Linked DNA regions of Mus musculus: region 1 is linked to region 2. The links are chromatin contacts, called in public HiChIP or PLAC-seq maps. All regions are on one chromosome and are shown on one strand. Each heading gives the region's core, a stretch centred on a gene start, on an enhancer-like site or on the middle of the called end of the contact. The rest is flanking DNA. Distances are from core to core; before and after follow the strand shown. Region 1 overlaps Cds2 (CDP-diacylglycerol synthase (phosphatidate cytidylyltransferase) 2). Region 2 overlaps Smox (spermine oxidase).

Evidence for each region. HiChIP or PLAC-seq counts read pairs in DNA pulled down with a chosen protein or histone mark.
Region 1: a contact with region 2 is called in an H3K27ac HiChIP or PLAC-seq map of microglia, with 5 times the contacts expected there. The contact joins two enhancer-like sites. A contact is called at or near these places in 1 of 39 promoter capture datasets (erythroid cells) and 1 of 115 datasets of contacts at active chromatin or transcription factors (microglia).

What each region holds. Positions count from the first base shown.
Region 1 is chr2:132,267,913-132,271,133 of GRCm38.p6, forward strand. All of the region lies in intron 1 of Cds2 (CDP-diacylglycerol synthase (phosphatidate cytidylyltransferase) 2), which reads left to right. It overlaps Gm46766 (a long non-coding RNA gene), which reads left to right. Exons shown (of 2, transcript XR_001783482.2): 2 at 1-1,192. Among named protein-coding and RNA genes, the nearest start is that of Gm46766, 6.0 kb to the left of the region's middle. Within about 2 kb of position 1,454, at least 136 of the 459 cell types and tissues checked have an H3K27ac peak or open chromatin away from gene starts, as enhancers often do. A contact at or near this core is called in microglia, where this site is marked.
Region 2 is chr2:131,501,099-131,504,667 of GRCm38.p6, forward strand. All of the region lies in intron 1 of Smox (spermine oxidase), which reads left to right. Among named protein-coding and RNA genes, the nearest start is that of Gm30679, 11 kb to the left of the region's middle. Within about 2 kb of position 1,648, at least 63 of the 459 cell types and tissues checked have an H3K27ac peak or open chromatin away from gene starts, as enhancers often do. A contact at or near this core is called in microglia, where this site is marked.

The DNA of each region.
Region 1 (3,221 bases), core at 204-2,703, 770 kb after region 2:
CACTGAAGAATTCCTCCAGCCCCATGTATTATTTCTTTTTTAAAAAGTTTTCACATAAGGAGTGACTTGGGAATTGAAAAAGCAGAAAGCCTTAACCACGGCTTGTAGACATTATGTAGTGAAATGTGGGGAAAGGTAGGTTTGTCATATATCCTAGCATTTTAGGGTGCTTAACATTTTTTAAATGTTTATTTGTTATTTATTGTCTGAGGTGTGCATTGGCACATGCAGAGGTCAGAAGGTAACTTGCAGAGTGGCTGCTTTTTTCTGCCTGTAAGACCCTGGAGTTTGCAATGAGCTTGGTGGTAAACACCTTTACCCATTGAGCCATCTTGCTGGTATATGTTGGAGAAACAATATTTTATTTTAAAGACTCAGTTACTTCTCAATTTATGACTTCTTGAAATCCATTTTCCCCTACAAAGTTAATTTTATTCAAAATACTTTGCATTTGCATGCATTAGCATATGTCCTTTTTTAAACAATTTTTTATTAGATATTTTCTTTATTTACATTTCAAATGCTATCCTGAAAGTCCCCTATACCCTCCCTAGGCCTTGCTCCCCAACCCACCCACTCCCACTTCTTGGCCCTGGCGTTCCCCTGTACTGAGGCATATAAAGTTTGCAAGACCAAGGGGCCTCTCTTCCCAATGATGGCCGACTAGGCCATCTTCTGCTACATATGCAGCTAGAGGCACGAGCTCTGGGGGTACTGGTTAGTTCATGTTGTTGTTTATGACTTAATACCCTTTAAAAATGTTAGTTTGCTATCTTTGACTCGGGGTCTTACAGGTTGTTGCTTCCTGTAAGAGGTACCACCATCTGCCAAGTTAAGTTTCTTGCCTAAGGTAACATAGTTAGGTGTAGGGCTTGGTAGTGTGAGTCATGTAAATTTTTCCTCTCATGTTGCATAATGTCTTTAAGGATAGAATTAATGCATTAATTTAAAGTCGTTACAGGTTCTTATATTGACATGTTTTGGTTTTAATAATTAGATTTTATCTATCCTTATTTCTTGATATTTTTTTTTCTTTTTTTTCTTTTTGTAAAGACAGAGTTTCACTGTATCCTGGAACTCAGTGTGTAGAGCAAGATGACCTTGAACTCACAGAGATCCTGGGCTTTCTTGAGGACTGGGATTAAGGGCGTGTACCACCACTTGAGGCTCAGTTTTCTTATGTAATTATAAATAAAAAGTTGCAAAAAAATATCTTAAGTATAAGATGTAAAATACAAGTGAGGTCTCAGTGTGTGTGGTGTGATTGGGGGAAGTTTTTTGTTTTTGTTTTTGTTTTTTTTTTTTAAGAGAAAGTAGATTTAACAATTCTTAATCATTGGTTCTCTGATTTATACATTTTGAAGTCCATTCCAGAGAGTAGCCACTAGGCCATCTGTGAGTGGCCCTTTTGGGGCTTGGCCACCACAGAACTTCACTCAGGGCAGTGAGAGTGAGGTTACTAGAGGAAGTGCTGGCCAGGCATGACTAAGCAGCAGAGCTGTCTGTCCCAGCATCCGTCATCAGATTGACACCTCTCAGAACATACTCTGTTTCAGTCTGCAGTGCGCATTGCCTGTGGCTCTAGTATACATAGTGTCTCTGGTTGAGGCTGATGTCAGTATGTATAGGGTCAGATCTATAATTTTATCAGGGTTGTGAGCTCATGCTCACACGCTGGGGGTGGAACCAGGGCCTTGTCCATGCTTGGCAGGTCATCTACCACTCACCTATATCCAGCCTCTTTTTGATTCCCAGTGAGCTGGGGTTGTTTTGTTTTTGTTTTTGTTTTGTTTTGTTTTGTTTTAAAGTTGTTTTTATTTTTAATGGGGTAGGAAGTCATACCTAGGCTCTAATGGTTTCTACTTCAGTCATTCTACACCCCTAACCCTTAAAACAAAAACCTAAAAATTAGTGTGTGAGTGTGTGTGTGAGAGTGTGTGTGTGTGAGAGTGTGTGTGTGAGAGTGTGTGTGTGAGAGAGAGTATGTGTGTGTATTTGTGTGTGTAGAGTGTGTGTGTGTGTGTGTGTGTGTGTGTGTGTGTGTAGGTAAACATGCTATGCTGAGTGTGTGGAGGTTGTGTTCCTGGGTTTGAATTCAGGTCACCGTCTCTCAGCCAAGCCCTTGGTTTTTGGAGACAACGTCTCTCATGTAATTTAAGCTAGCCCTCAACTCTTGATCATTCTGCTTCTGCTTCTTAAGTGCTAAGATCATAGGCCTGTGTCACTGACCCTGGGAGAAACTCATTGAAAATGAATCTTGTGATTCATTTCACAGTTCAAATAATCATTCTTTAGATTGTTTGAAAGCGTCCGCCCAGTATTTCTAGTTTTCACAACTCTCCATTCTCCTGAGGTTGTATAGGCTGATCGAATTCCTTCATATAGCTTGTTTATTTGTACTTGTCCTGTGACAGTTTCTGGTCCTTGAGTGGCCCAAGAGGCTGTGGGGTTAAAAAAGTACAGCCACTCACTCCTCCAGTTTGGGAAAGAGGCTTGGGCTCTTGACTACTAAGTGTGCCAGAGACTTGTTGAATGAATGCTGATTTGTTCCTGGCATTAAGCAGGGTTTCAGCTCTCCAAGGCCTGTTGTCTAGTAGCTGCTTGACTGGGGGAGTAGTGAGGCACCCCACCCCACCGCCCCATTAGCCACCTTCCCTGTGCCAGTCACTGATCTTTGACCTCATGTTTATCCAACAGTAGGGATGGCATTGGGCCCACATGGCTGCCTGTCCTCGGAAAGTTAAATTTTATCAAATTATTATAGGTGGCAGTGCTTGCTGGGTCAGGATTTGGAGGGAAGGGTGCAGTGGGAGGCTCCTTCCTCCTATCTCCCAGAGACACCCTTTCCATGGTGAGCTGATGAGCTCTGGGTGCTGGTATCTGTGGGAAGGCTTGACCTGTCTTGCCCAGATCAGATGTCCTTTTGATTTGGTGTTGTGGAGCCCCCTTTGCAATAGGGTCCCCATAGAGCCATCTTGGACTTTCCTCAAGACTTGGCTGAGAGTTTGAAAAGGTGTTGGTGGTGCACACCTTTAACCCCAGCACTTGGGAGGCAGAGGCAGGTGAATCTCTGTGACTTAGAGTCCAGCCTGGTCTACAGAGACCAGGACAGCCAGGACTATGGAGAGAAACCTTGTCTCGAAACAAACAAACAAACAAACAAACAAACAAACTCACTCTTGGGACCTAGGATTTAACAATTATACTCTTTTTGAGTCTCT
Region 2 (3,569 bases), core at 398-2,897:
GAAGAGCCTTTGGTGGGCTGGTCCTGTGCACTTGTTAGCAGCCTAAAGTCACCAGGAGGGGGGGTCTTGGGCTAGTGAGAGATGACTGACTTTTTAGTGAGGGTCATGAGCTGTCTTGGGGTTTCCATTTGGCCAGGCAAAGCAACGTTACCATATCCCATACCCTGTTTATGAAGGAGTGACCGAGGCTAAAGACTGAGTCTAACATGGTGTTTGCCTGGCAAGCCTAAGCTAGCTCCAGGGGCAGGGAGACTAGAGTGCTCTGTGGCCCTCCCTGCCAGGCACCCAGGCCAAGAGGCAGGTGGCCTCCTAGTGATGGTCCCAGGTTAGTTTTGGCTGTGCAACTGTGCCAGGCTTTGAGATGACTCTCCCAGCCCCAAGTGCCTGGGATAATGTGTGCAGGGTTAGTCCATGGAGAGAGAAAATGAGAGGCAGCTTGCCTGGAGTACCCTTGGGATTGTTTCTCAGGGTTGGGTGGTGAGGGTGAGGGCCTGAGACCTGAATAAAGACCAGAGTCTGACCCTGGGTGGCCTCCATCTGTCTCCATAGCCCTCTTTACCTGTTTGCTCATTTGTACAATGGGTGGCAGGGTGCTTGTGAGTGTGAGGATATGGTGAACGGAGAGCCTAGCGCAGGGCTTGGTACAGAACATTAAAATCAAACAGCAGTCTGTCTGCTCTGCTGTTCATCTCTCGTTGGATTTGGGGGGCGTTATTCTGTTAATGCAAATGCTGTGTGTGATCATGTACCTCAGCTATGTAATTTGTAGTGGGATGAGTGAAAGTTTTGCTGGCAAGGGGTTTATTGAAGACAAGGACTCCCTCTTTGCAAATGCTCCCCAGATCCAGCAAGCCTTAGACAGCTCTGCATTGTGGGGCTGAAGTGTTTCTTTGCATGCAGGGAGCACAGTCTTCAGCGGGGTGAAGTGGAGGCTCTGTGATTCAGGAGAGAGGCTAAGCTTGCTGGAGACCCCCGCCTCCCTGGGTCTGCAGTCGTGTACAGTTGGGCTTTGTGCAGAGTCACGAGGGCCACTGAGGGTGCAGGGAGCTGAGAGGCTGAGTTGTGTTCACAGCCTCATTTTTTGCAAGTGGTTTTAGCAGAAAGTGCTGACTGAGCTAGTCTCCTTTTCCCCAGCGCCAGCTGGTGGGGAAGCCACCCCTCACCTGCCAGCTTACATGTTCTAGGTATCCATCTTTCAGTATCCTCCAAGGATAGATCGCTATTGCATCTGGCCCTGGGCCGGAGGACTCACATCTGGGGTGGGTTGGCCTGTGTCTGCAGGTAATGGTGACCTCTTGAGGTAGGTGGTGCCTTGTCTGTCCAGGTGATACCCAGTGCAGTTCTACTGTGTTTTGGGGGTGTGCTGGGGACTGTGACCTGCAGAAGCTTACCCATCTCGGGTGATGACCCTGGCAGGAGAACAGGGCTCAGGGCCAGAGTCCAGGCTCTACCATTTAGCCAGTGGGGCCTTCATTAGGTATTTGGCCTTGGGTAGGTTTTTATCTTTCTCACACCCCAGACTTATCACAAGGAGTAAAAGGATCAGCTAGATAGATAACAAAGAATTAGTCTGGGTTTATCCCAGCAGTGTCATGACTGGTCACTGAAGTCATGCTGGCCTGCCTTGGCTCCACATCCTGCCTCTCAGCGAGTTCCGGGAGGGCCACACAGCAGGCTCACTTCCTCTGTGCCAGTGCTGCCCCTGCCTTCCACCCTGACCTTTCTCTGTGGCCCTTGTAAGCTCTGACTTGTCAGGTTCTTAAGGGGGCAGCTCTGGCTTTTCTGTAGTCCTGGTGCCCAGGGCTGCCAGAGTGACACTCAGTAAAACGTGCTCAACGAGTGCCCCTTCTCCCTGGCGCTGGCTCGTCATAGTTTTCCTCAGACTTGTGTGCTGTATCTAGTCACTTTAGATCTGCCCAGCCTAGGCCTAGAACGCCCATATGCTTAACAAGAAGCTCACCACATCTCCCCTCGTGTCCTATGTCCACCCAGACTCCACATGCACTGGAACACAGCCTGTGGAGACTGAGGCCCGAAGGCTGTTGTCTGACTGACTGGATGGCTCCTTTCCTGTGGAGAGGAGGGGTGGGGATGCTGCTCATAGGGTATCCTGTCATCCAGTGGGAGGGAGGCGCGGGGCTAGGTTCTCCCTAGGAATAGCACAGGGCTTATCTGTATCTCTTGTCTTCATGAGAGTCATGGAGACTCCGAGGAGAAGGTGGGATGTGTCCTCCCCACTCCTGCTGACATGTCTGTTCCCAACTCTTCAGGCATGGATGGAAGGTCAGGTGAGTGCTTCTGGGACCCAGGGCCTCAGGCTCAGCCAGGAGATCTTTGGTAGGGAGGACAGTCTCCAGCCTTAGTCTCATGAGTTATTCTCCTCATCAGTATCTCTAAGCATCACCATCTAGGAACAGAACTGACTCCTTCCCTGCCTGCATTAGGTTCCCCAGCCTGGATCTTAGCTGCCTGTTAAACCTTTGAGTTAACCAGCTGTGAGCCTCAGCTCTGTCTTTATAATTTGATGTTAATTTGGGTCAAATGCACTACAAAGCAAGGCTGAATTTTACATGTAGATGTAGATCTCACTGAATACTTCTGTTAGGGAATATAGGAGCCGGACCAGGCCAATTGTTATCGCTGTTTCTACTTTAGGGATGACAAAGGGCTTCCAGGCTTGTTCGGTTAGACTCCAGCCCTATGTCTAGGGGCCATTCCTGCAGAGGAAGAGGCTGTAGAAGAGGGTTAAGAAGACATGGATGAGTGTGGTGCTATGTAAGGATACCCATTGCTTGAAGTGTATTCCAGACCTGGGCTACCGAGGACTTTGGGAGCTAGACAATGACAACATCAGAGGGGACCTTGACCATGACCTGGCCTCAGCTCTGTTACCCTTCTCCTCTGAAACCATGAGCCTCCTGGTGTCTCTACATTTAAAGCCTTGGCTTGAAATTAGCTTTCACAGATGACCCTAAAATAATACCCATGTTTGTGCTCCTATTCCGTGGCGCCTGACTTAAATGAGCTAGTGTGAGTTTAGGTGTTTGTAGACATCCCCTGGGGTCTGTAATGCTCCTGTCAGTGGGACTCTTAAACTGTTAGGCCTGCTTTCTAGTTCTGGTTTTCAGAACGGTGGGGATGGAGCTCCCGGAGTGAGGGAGGTTGTTGCCTGGGGATCTCTCCCTTAAGGCTTCCTAGATAGGAGACTGAAGGTTATTCATTATCTATTTCTGGGCAACAAATTGCCTCAAAGCTAGTAGTTTTAAAACAATGAAATCATCACCTGTAGCTCTTCTCTGAGTCACGAGTGAGGATGCAGTTGAGCTGGCTGGTTCTGGCTCAGGATCTCCCAGGAGGCTGCAGGCATCAAAAGTCTCTAGGGCTGGAGGATCTGCCCCCTTGCCAGGTCACTTCTGCTTGTAGATGGCACGACCACTGTGTCTTTCATAACCCTGTTTTAGGCATCATGTTCCATCATTTCTGCAATATCCTCTTAGCTACAAAGGTCACTTCAAGAGGAGAGGACTTCATTAGGGCCTGAGTACCAGAAGGAGCATCTTGGAAGCCAG